Linked DNA regions of Mus musculus: region 1 is linked to region 2. A link is a contact called in public promoter capture Hi-C data. All regions are on one chromosome and are shown on one strand. Each heading gives the region's core, a stretch centred on a gene start, on an enhancer-like site or on the middle of the called end of the contact. The rest is flanking DNA. Distances are from core to core; before and after follow the strand shown. Region 1 holds the start of Zfp410 (zinc finger protein 410). Region 2 holds the start of Papln (papilin, proteoglycan-like sulfated glycoprotein).

Region 1 (5,028 bases), core at 970-3,469, 550 kb before region 2:
TGTTTATGTATTATGCATGGGTATTTTGCCTACATGTCTATACATCATGTGCATGCAGAACCCATGGAGGCAGAGGGACATGGACCCTCTGGAACTGTAGTAGGTTATGAGTCACCATGTGGGGTGCTGGGAACTAAGCCCAGGTCCTGTTACACACTTTGAAAAGTACAGTAAACTGTCTTCAGTGTAGTCATAGTTCCGAAATCACACACGAGCATTTCTGTTTGTTTGATGTTTGGGGGGTGGGGTGGGTAGGGGGAGCTGGAAGGGTTCAGACAGGCTCTTGCATAGCTCAAGCTGGCCTGGAACTCTACAGGAATCTGAGGCTGGCCTTCAACTCCCACTCCTGCTTATGCCTCACAGTACCGAGATTAAAGGTGTGTACCACCATACTTGGCTAATTTTACATTTTCCCAAAAAGAAACCCTGACGTCACTACCCACTTCTAAATTAGTCATTATTGTGAGTTTAAATGACTGCCATACAGGTTTCCAGTGAGCACTGGATAAATATTCAGACAATAATTCAGAGGATAAATAACATGACAAATGATACCCAATTCCCTACCCCTTCACTCTGACTTTTCAATTCCAAACTTTCATTAACTGCTTATGGACTAATTCTGCATATATATCCTCAGCATGTCAAACCAAACCATGTCTAAACACGGATTATCATCTCCCCTACCAAACCTGTTCTTCTTGAATTATCTTTTATTTATTGCCCAATCTTCCCACTCAGCTGCAAATTTTACCTAGCAGTGCCTCTCATCCTACATGTTTTAATAATCCCAGCAATTAATAATAACCAGACCCCAAAGTGACTCCTGTGATGCTGTTTAGATTTCTCAGTATCTTTCTGCTTGTCACTCTCCATATGCAGTTTAGTATCTCAGAATAATGGCCAGCCCTTAACGGTAAACCTCTTCACTGACATACTCCTCCCCCCACTGCCCCCCCAAAAAAAACCTTAGAAATTGTGGGATTTACCTAAATTTGACACCTACTGGGATACAAAGCTCAAATTAGAACCACATTTTCTGATGCTTGGCTGCCCTGTATCTGCCACAAAGTGTAATTTCTCAACGCCAAACACCCAGAATTGCGCGTTTTGACCTCAAACTATGTTTTATTCTCTTTACATATGTTCCACTGATCTTTGTGTCTAATGTAATGTAAATGTATGAACTCTTAACCCCAAATCAATAATATTTCACTCCCAAATGGTTCCTAAGTACATCTCAGAGCCTCATGAGCAAGTGAGATAAAGTTTAATAAACTAATTGGATCGTCTTCTTTTGAGAAACTTCAGAGAACAAGTTGAACGAGCAAAACACATCCTGGCTGCAAACACTCGCTGCCCACACACGGGCCTGAGGTGACAGGCAAAGGAGACCCCAGAGGTCCGGCTCTGGTCCGCAGACGTCCCTTCCCTATTCCAGCCCAAGGCAGAGAGTGGACCCAGGAAAGGTGCCGGCAGCCCTGGGTGAAACGCGGGCAGGGCACCGCTGTCAACCCTTCCCGCCAGCACAAAGGCCTCAGCCGAAGGCCCTTAGGTCTGCGGGCGGGCCCAGCCGCGGGTGCAGTCCGGAGCCTCCGCCCGGGGGACTCGCTGACTCCCGCGTTCTGGGGGGGCAGGCTGGTCTCCAAGCTCCCTCCCTCAAGAACAAGCAAAGGAGGAGAAACGGTGCGCCCCAGATCCCCAAAGGGGTTAGGGCCGCAGCCGCCGGGCTTCGGACCGGTCGCTCCCCGCCCGCTAGACGCCTGGGGGAGTCTGGGGGGACGGCTTCCTTGCGCCCTTCGGGGGCGAACCCGGCTCTAGATCCCCAGACCCCATAAGTGGCTTCCTTTCTCGGCGGGACCACCTACCCGAGCGGGGGTGGCTACACTAGCCTGGAGCTCACCTTCCAGTCTCGGGCAGCCGTCCGTCCGTCAGTCAGCCCCGAATCCCGTCCACACACGGCGTCTTCCGGCTCCCGCCGGAAGCAGCTCCAGAGCGGGACAGGAAGTTTGGCCGCCCCCCATCAACATACCCACTCGCTTTCTTCTCCGCCCGCGGGTGTTTCTCAGGAGGAGGCGCTGACTCTTGGGCCGCTGCTTGAGAGCGATCCTTCGCTCCCCGCTACATACACACGCATACACAGCCCGAGACACACACAGGGTTCCCTCCCGGCCGAGGAACCGCAGCGCCCCGTCCCCTCCTGTCTGCCCTTCAGGGTTCTCAGGTCCGCGAAATCTGAAACCAGGTCAGTGCAGTCTAGCCGTGACGTCACTGCCTTCCCGCTGAGCGGAGCTGTTCAGCAGGGGCCGCGGCGGCTGGGATGGGTGAGACGGCGCGGGGTGGAGGGTAGCTTTCTCCGGAGCTGAGGACCTGTGACAGCTCCCGAAACACCAAAAGCCCATGAAGAGCACCTGAAATGTTCATGGCCCAAAGAGGGACCTGGAAATCAAGCCTTGCATTGCCCCTAGGACTGGGTGTGAATTTAGGCACACGTACAGCGTTAGAAACATTTAAGAATTCTCCAGAGATCTTGGATGCACTGACTGAGGGCTCAGATAACTAAGTTCCAAGCTGGATAATAGTTCTTGTTGAAACTTTCGAGTTTGACTGCATGAAACTTAAGATCTGCAGTGGTGGCACACGCCTGTAACTCCAGCAATCCCAGTACTCCAGGAGTTCCCGGTGAACGAGGGCTACATAGTTGAGACCTTGTCCAAAAAAACAAAAAACAACAACAACAACAAAACATGATGCGGTGTGGAAGAGTAGGGGACTAAAGATAGTGCCTGTGAGATATAATGTTCTCTGAAGGCGCTCATTTTCAAGTTAGAGATAAGCCAGGAGTCTGGATGAGCTAGGGAGTCATAGTTTTGGTACAAAATGTTCCGGGAGAAAACATTTCCTCGATACAGTTTGTCCTGCGCACTGAGAAGCATGACTGTGATCCCATTTGAGGATGGCCATGACAAGGACAACTGGCCTACACAGTATCTGGGACAAAAATCTTGGGGTGGCAAGGAGATGTTTACTAGGAGCTAAAATCCTAAAATTTAAGAAAGGATTAAAAAACAAAGATTTACCAGTTACCACTATATGAAGAGATGAAGAACTGTTCAGAAAGAAAAACTGGGGTCCAGAGAAAGTATGTAAAACAAGGTTAGAACGCTGCAAAATTTGATTTAGTGGCTGCTAATTTGTTTTGCCTCTAAAATATATTGACTGTAAAAAAAAAAAGTGGTCATAAGTCATACTCAGAAAACATCTCCAGTTTTATTTTTCTAAAGGTTGAGAAAATTAAGAAAACAAATGTGATACATCAGTATATCTGGAATAGTCATGTCTATAACCATTGGTTAATTTACTTAATCCTATAGCTTTCTGGAGCTTGATTACTTGGGGCTTGTTGTGGGAAGGTACCATTGGGGATTGACCTCAGAGCCCCTAGAGTACTGATCAGTGTTCTGCCCTGACCACTCCGACTCACTTTCATCAGTGAAACTCTTAGTGATGTTTATATCTATTAGTTCTCCAAAGTATAAGCCCAGAATGGGGATACAGGCCTTTAACACTGGCACTCGGAGGCAGACAGCCAAGTGGATATCTTTGAGTTCCAGGCCAGCCTGGATTACATAGCAAGCTACCTAACAGACTCTTGTCTTTAAAAAAAAATTCCTAAAATAAACACAAGCTTTTATCAGCACGTAGTAAGTTGTTAGGCTTGCTACTCAATTAGTTGTTTGGCAGAACACAAACATCATCCCTGGATGTAAACCTTGTCTCTGGAGACTCCCAACCACTCATTTATCTTCTCAGACCACTCCCAGCCCAAAACGTCCTACCCCAAACTGTTCCACAATCTGTAAATACTCCCAATGCTGCCCGAAATCCTATGTACTTATGCCATTAAGTACAGACAGGCTGGAGAGGTGGCCAACACTAAGAGCATCTCCTGCTCTACCAGAGGATCTGCATTCTAGAACCCAGCACTCACATGGTGGCTTCAGACTCTCTCCAGTTCCAGGGGATCCAATGCCCCAATACCCTCTCCAGCCACTCTCCACTGTAGGCACCAGACATGCATGTGGTGTACAGACAAACATTCGGGTAAAGACTTTTAAAGTCTCTCATCAAAAATATGGAAAGGCTTTCTCAATTCTAATACTCAGTTTAAGAATGGTAAAAATGTTACCAGTTCAACAAATGTTAACTGCTTCTCACCTTAGAATTCGTAGACTGTTTATTCAGTTCTAAAAGTAATTTAAAGATATATATATATATATATATGATCCACTAATAGTTGGGGTTAAAAACCACCCAGGTTTTTTAAATATTTGATACAAATATATGTAATATTAATTTTCACAAACAAAATTAGCCACATATTAGTGAGTGACAGCTGCCTGGCATCCCAGCAGGCTCAGCAGTGGGAGACCTGAGGAGTCAGTCCAGCCTGAGCTAAACTAACAGACCCATCTCCAAAACAATATTATTAGTTATTATAAGAAAAATAATCAGGCATAGTGGTACATGCCTACAATTCCAGGACTTAGGAGACAGAGCCCCAGGATCACAAGTTGGAGGCCAGTGTGGATGTCATATAGAGATCTTGCCTCAAAAACAAAGTAAAAAAGACAGAAAAACAAGTAATACTAACTTCAATCTAGTGTGGCATTGGTTCTCAACCTTCCTAATACACCCACCCTTTAATACAGTCTCTCATGTTGTGGTGACCCCCAACCATAAAATTATTCGGTTATTACCTTATAACTGTAATTTTGCTGTTATGAATAATAATGTAAATATCTGTTATGCGAGATATCTGATATGTAACTCCTCCGGAGGGGCCGTAACCCACAGCTTGAGAACTCCTGTATTATGGCAGGCAATCACATGTTAAATGTAGAGTGAATATGATATGGAAGATAAAGTGGTTATACAACAAAGAAAATATTATCACACTAGAATCAAGAACTATCTGTACAGAAAGATTATTTTTAAATGCATGTTAAGAATCTTTGTGGGAAGTGA
Region 2 (4,911 bases), core at 147-2,646:
TCAAGGCCAGTCTGGACAAAAAGGCTCAGCCCAAATTCAACTGCTTTTAAAATCTAAGTGCAAATCTTGGGGTACATGCTTAACTATGCCGAGACCCCTCAGCACCCATCCATGTTCTCTCTCTCTCTCTCTCTCTCTCTCTCTCTCTCTCTCTCTCTCTCTCTCTTCCTGTTTTAAAACCAAAAAGCCAACCCTTGCCTGCACAGGATCACCTCCTTCAGTCTTCACAAGGAGAGTACGCCCGCTTGAACCCAGAGTTGTGTGTAGGGTGTGCACATGTGCGGGCATAGCACTCTTATGAGCATGCGCACATTAGGTGTCTGCATAGTGCGGGGTGTGCTCGCGTGTGTGCACATGTTTCTGTATCAGAGACACGTAAGCAGTGTGCAGTTCAGTACAGGACATTAAACAAGCGCTGACAGGTATGTTAATGTTAAAATCTGTAATTCTAACTGATGTTCTGAATTCTTTTTACAATAAAACAACTTGCAGTCGTTTTATAGGTATGAAATATCGCGTTCAAAAGCCACGTTCAGCAAAGTTTACACCAGCATACGCATGGATGTAAGCCCTGGCTAATTTGTCACAGTCAGCAAGTCATTCTAATCACAGACTGCTGGGGAGAAGGTTGGAAGGGGGTCTAGTGCGCACTTGAGATGTGGGGATGCTGGGGGCAGCAGAGATCAAGGACTGACTGATGACGGGACTGGGAGGCGGGCGGGCGGACTAGCCTGAATGATGAACGTGACCAGAGGGAGACTGAAGAACTCAAGAGCTCCAGTCACTACTGCAGGCGCTGCCCAGACCTGCGACCTAGTGTGTCTGCGATTCCAAAGTCCGGAAAGCTTGATAATGTTCCTTCCTTCAACCTAAGGCCACCCGTGCGGGTCAGGATGACTCTTCCAAACCTGACCTGGGCTGGTGCCCTGTGACCCCAGGGGCACTGAGGCGCGGTTCCTACGGGGGCCCTGGGTGCCTGGCAGGTGCTGGCTGTGGCCTGGAACATCGCCAGGAAGTGCGCTGGCTCTGCAGGCTTCACCCGGGCAGTACAGAGGAGGCGGGGGCGGGGGGGGGGGTATGCTGTTCCAGGAGAAGAGCAGCTGGACTGCGGGGACCCGATTACCCGCCACTCCCCACCCCGGGCTCCAGATGTAGAGCTGAGACCCTCCTCAGTGCTCACGCAGCCACCTCACAGCCAGATCTCCCATGGTCTCTCACTTCCACGCCAACCACTACCTACAGGAGCCAGGCGGGGCAGAGGCCTTCAGATGCCCGGGGCGTGCCCTGCCCAAGGCGCCCGCTTGCCTTCCTACCTGTCTCTTGAAGCCCTGGAGCCGCCTTATCGGTGCCCAGCCTGGGTCAACTGTCAACTTCTCCAGCACCGACTACGAAAGCCAGGGGAGGGGAGGTTGGACTTTCTTTCCCCGCGGCTGGCTGGTTTCCTCCCCGCCCCATCTTCCCCCACCCAGTCGGCTGACACCCACCTCCAATCCCTGAAGGAGCACGGTGCCCCCACCGAGAGGCCCCGGGTACCCAGCATTGCCCCATGCCTCCTCCTTTTGGGTTCCTGCCAAGGCTTTGCTTATTCTTAAAACCTGTGGGCTCTGGGTCTTGGGTCTGAGCCAGCCACCTTTTCAGTCCCACTTCCGGTGCCCCAAGCTCTCCAGGTCTTTGTCAAAACCCCTCCTCGCTACACCAATCTCGCACCGACACACCTGGGTGTCCAACCACCTTCTGAATTTTATACTTTGGCTACAATCAGTTCACATTCACAGACAGACAGACAGACAGACAGACAGACAGACAGACAGACAGGAGAGAGAGAGAGAGAGAGAGAGAGAGAGAGAGAGAGAGAGAGAGAGATTCCCCATCACTATGAATTTACCTCATCCCTTTCCCGCTTTTGAAGCCTCTCCACTCACTCCATCCTGATCCTAGCGGCTGCAATTCCAATGGAGCATGGCAGTAAAAATCTGTGTAGATCGGCTGTGAGTTGAGGCTGGGTAACCACTGTAGCCACAGCCCTGGGCACCAGCTAGCATCAGAGCTATAGGCTCTTACCACTTCCACTTGTGGCAAATTTAATTTCCTTCCTGCTTTTACACCACCACCACCACAGTACCCCCCCCCTCCACACACACACAAATCAAGACATTTCCTTGCCAAACATTCCTTTTCAGAAAACAGAGTTTATTCATCCCTAGAAAAGGGCCTTGGCCCCGGGCCTGTGGAGGTCACAGAAAGAAGCGGGGCTCCTTGCTGACCCTGACCCTGTCACTTCTCTGGCTTTTCTGCCTCCTTCAGAGTTGGGTTGGTGTTTGCACTGAGGGAAGCAGGAAGCTCTTTATATTTCCCAGTGCAGGAGGGGACAGAGACCTGGTTTCAGGGCCCAGGAACACGGGGATTCTTGGATAAAGATGAACTTGGCAGCAAAGGGAGTGATGTGACTTAGAACCTCCCTAGAAAAGGAAAATGTTTCTTCACTCACAATCGACACACACACACACCGCACCACCACCACCCCCCCCACCCCCGCCTCCATCTCCGACCTTCCTGAACTAGGTCAAAGGTCCTTGTTAAAAAAAAAAACGGCAGGAAAAGGTTTCTCCTACTGCAGAAGGCTGGGGCAGCTACGAAGCAACCTTTTCTGATGGTTTTGGTTTGAGGGCTCCTTTTCAGATGCCTGGACTTGGACCCTTTTGTTCTGCCTCAGGGCAGCATCTCTCGGAGCCTAGGCTGGCCTCCGTGTGCAGCATAGGATGATTTCCTGAGTGCCGCGGTTATAGATCCTATGCCCAGCTCATGTAGTCCTAGACGTCAAAGCCAGGGCTCCATGCATGCTGGACACACATTCTAACCAACTGACTGAACCCCAGTCCAGATCCGGATTCTTTCTTTAAAAAAAAAACAAAAAACAAAAACTACTTGTCTTAGACGGGGCTACTATTGCTGTGATGAAACACCATGACCAAAAGCAAGTCAGAGACAAAAGGATTTATTATTTATTGGTTTTTCGAGACAGGGTTTCTCTGTGTAGCCCTTGTTGTCCTGAAACTCGCTGTTGTCCTGAAACTCGCTCTGTAAACCATGCTGGCCTCAAAATAAGAGATCCTCCTCCTGCCTTAGCCTCTGGAGTGCTGGGATTAAAGGTGTGAGCCACCATCCAGCAGGAAAGGGTTTATTTGGCTTACATTTCCACATCAGTGTGGAAAGAAAAGCCAGGAACTCAAGCAGGGCAGGAACCTGGAGATAGGAGCTGATAGAGAGGCCATGGAGGGGTGCTGCTTACTGGCTCACTCCCCATGGCTTGCTCTGCCTACTTTCTTATAGAATCCAGGACCACCTGCCCAGGAGTGGCACCACATAGAATAAGCTGCCTCACCCCCACCCCCAGTCAATTACTAAGAAAATGAATATATGTTTCCTATTGGACATGGTGGTGCAAGTCTCTTTCAAAGTCCAAAGTCAAAGTAAAACTCCAAAATCTCTTTAAAAGTTCAAAGTGTGTCAACAGTGGGCTCCAGTAAAGTAAAAAATTAAAAATTATATACTGTCTTATTCCAAGAGGGAAGATCCAGGGTACAGCCACAACCTTAACAAAGTAAAACTAACTCCCAACAGTGTAAATAAGCCCCAGTGTCTGACTCTTCTGGGGTCCTCCAAAGGGCTTGCCATGTCACAGCTTGTCTCCGTGGCTCAGGCTGGCTCCGCTCCATACCTGCTCCTGTCCTTGGCAGTTGCTTGTGGCACTGGGGTCCCACAATGCCCAGTCTTCTGCTGCAACTGGGCTGCACTTTCACCATTAGCCTCTCATGGGTTCTCTTCATGATGCCAAGCCTCAACTCTGAATGGCCCCTTCAATCCTAGGGCTTCAACTGCTACAGAGGCTGCATTCTCACCAATGGCTTCTCCCAGTCTCTACCAGTGCCAAGCTTCGGCTGCACTCCATGACCCGGAAGCCCTTCACACCCAGAACTACATAGGTGATTCTAACATGTGACCAAGGTCTGAGGTACTACCTTGGCCACCTCTAACACAGTATGTGTGTATGCGTATATGTGTGTGTTTGTATGTGTATGTGTGTGTATATGTGCATGTGTGTGTGTGTATGTGTGTGTATATGTGTGCATGTGTGTGTGTGTACATGTATGTGTGTGCATGTGTGCATGTGTGTGTGTGTGTGTGTGTGTGTGCACGTGTGTGTATACCCTGAGGAAACACTTCCCAGAAGATCAGGAGATTTCACCTCAGTGATGCTGGCATCTTAATCGCCACTTATTTCTCAGCTCCAGTAACCAGCAACAGTTGTTCCCAGTAAAGCAAAGGTGATTTTTGGTCATTTTATTCTGTTTGGTTTGATTTGGTTTTACTCCAGTGGTGCTGGTCTCTTGTTGATTACAGCTGACTCTTCATCATTTCGAGCTGACCAGAAGCACAGACTCTTAAACAGCAAACAGCTCCCATAAGTCTTTAAGTGAGGCCAGGAGCCAGACCTCAACAGTCCACATTGCTCTCAACATTCTTATCTTCCAAGATCTCACAGGACAGCTCATCAAACTTCGAACACTTGAAAGCTTTTCCAACCCAAAGTTCCAAAGTCCTTCCACAATCCTCCCCTAAACAACTTGGTCAGAGCTGTCACCTAATACCTCATGCTCTTGGTACCAATTTCTATCATGGTGATGAAACACCATGACTAAAGCAATTACCAAACCAACTTGGAAAGGAAAGTTTTTTGTTTTTGTTTTTAAAGATTTTTTTTTGGTTTTTGAGCCCTGGCTGTCCTGGAGCTCACTTTGTAGCTCACTTTGTAGCTCGAACTTAGAAATCCGCCTGCCTCTGCCTCCCGAGTGCTGGGATTAAAGGCGTGCGCCACCACGCCCGGCTGTTTTTAAAGATTTATTTTATTTA

The links. Promoter capture Hi-C pulls out the DNA fragments that hold promoters and counts their contacts.
Region 1: a promoter capture Hi-C map of embryonic stem cells shows a contact between it and region 2, with 4 times the contacts expected there. The contact joins the promoter of Zfp410 here to the promoter of Papln in region 2. A contact is called at or near these places in 1 of 39 promoter capture datasets (embryonic stem cells) and 2 of 115 datasets of contacts at active chromatin or transcription factors (embryonic forebrain and large pre-B cells).

The regions. Positions count from the first base shown.
Region 1 is chr12:84,314,050-84,319,077 of GRCm38.p6, reverse strand. It overlaps Zfp410 (zinc finger protein 410), which reads right to left and starts at 2,219. Exons shown (of 12, transcript NM_144833.4): 1 at 1,904-2,219. It overlaps Ptgr2 (prostaglandin reductase 2), which reads right to left. Exons shown (of 10, transcript NM_029880.3): 10 at 3,246-5,028.
Region 2 is chr12:83,760,119-83,765,029 of GRCm38.p6, reverse strand. Papln (papilin, proteoglycan-like sulfated glycoprotein) reads right to left here and starts at 1,396. Exons shown (of 27, transcript NM_130887.3): 1 at 1,314-1,396.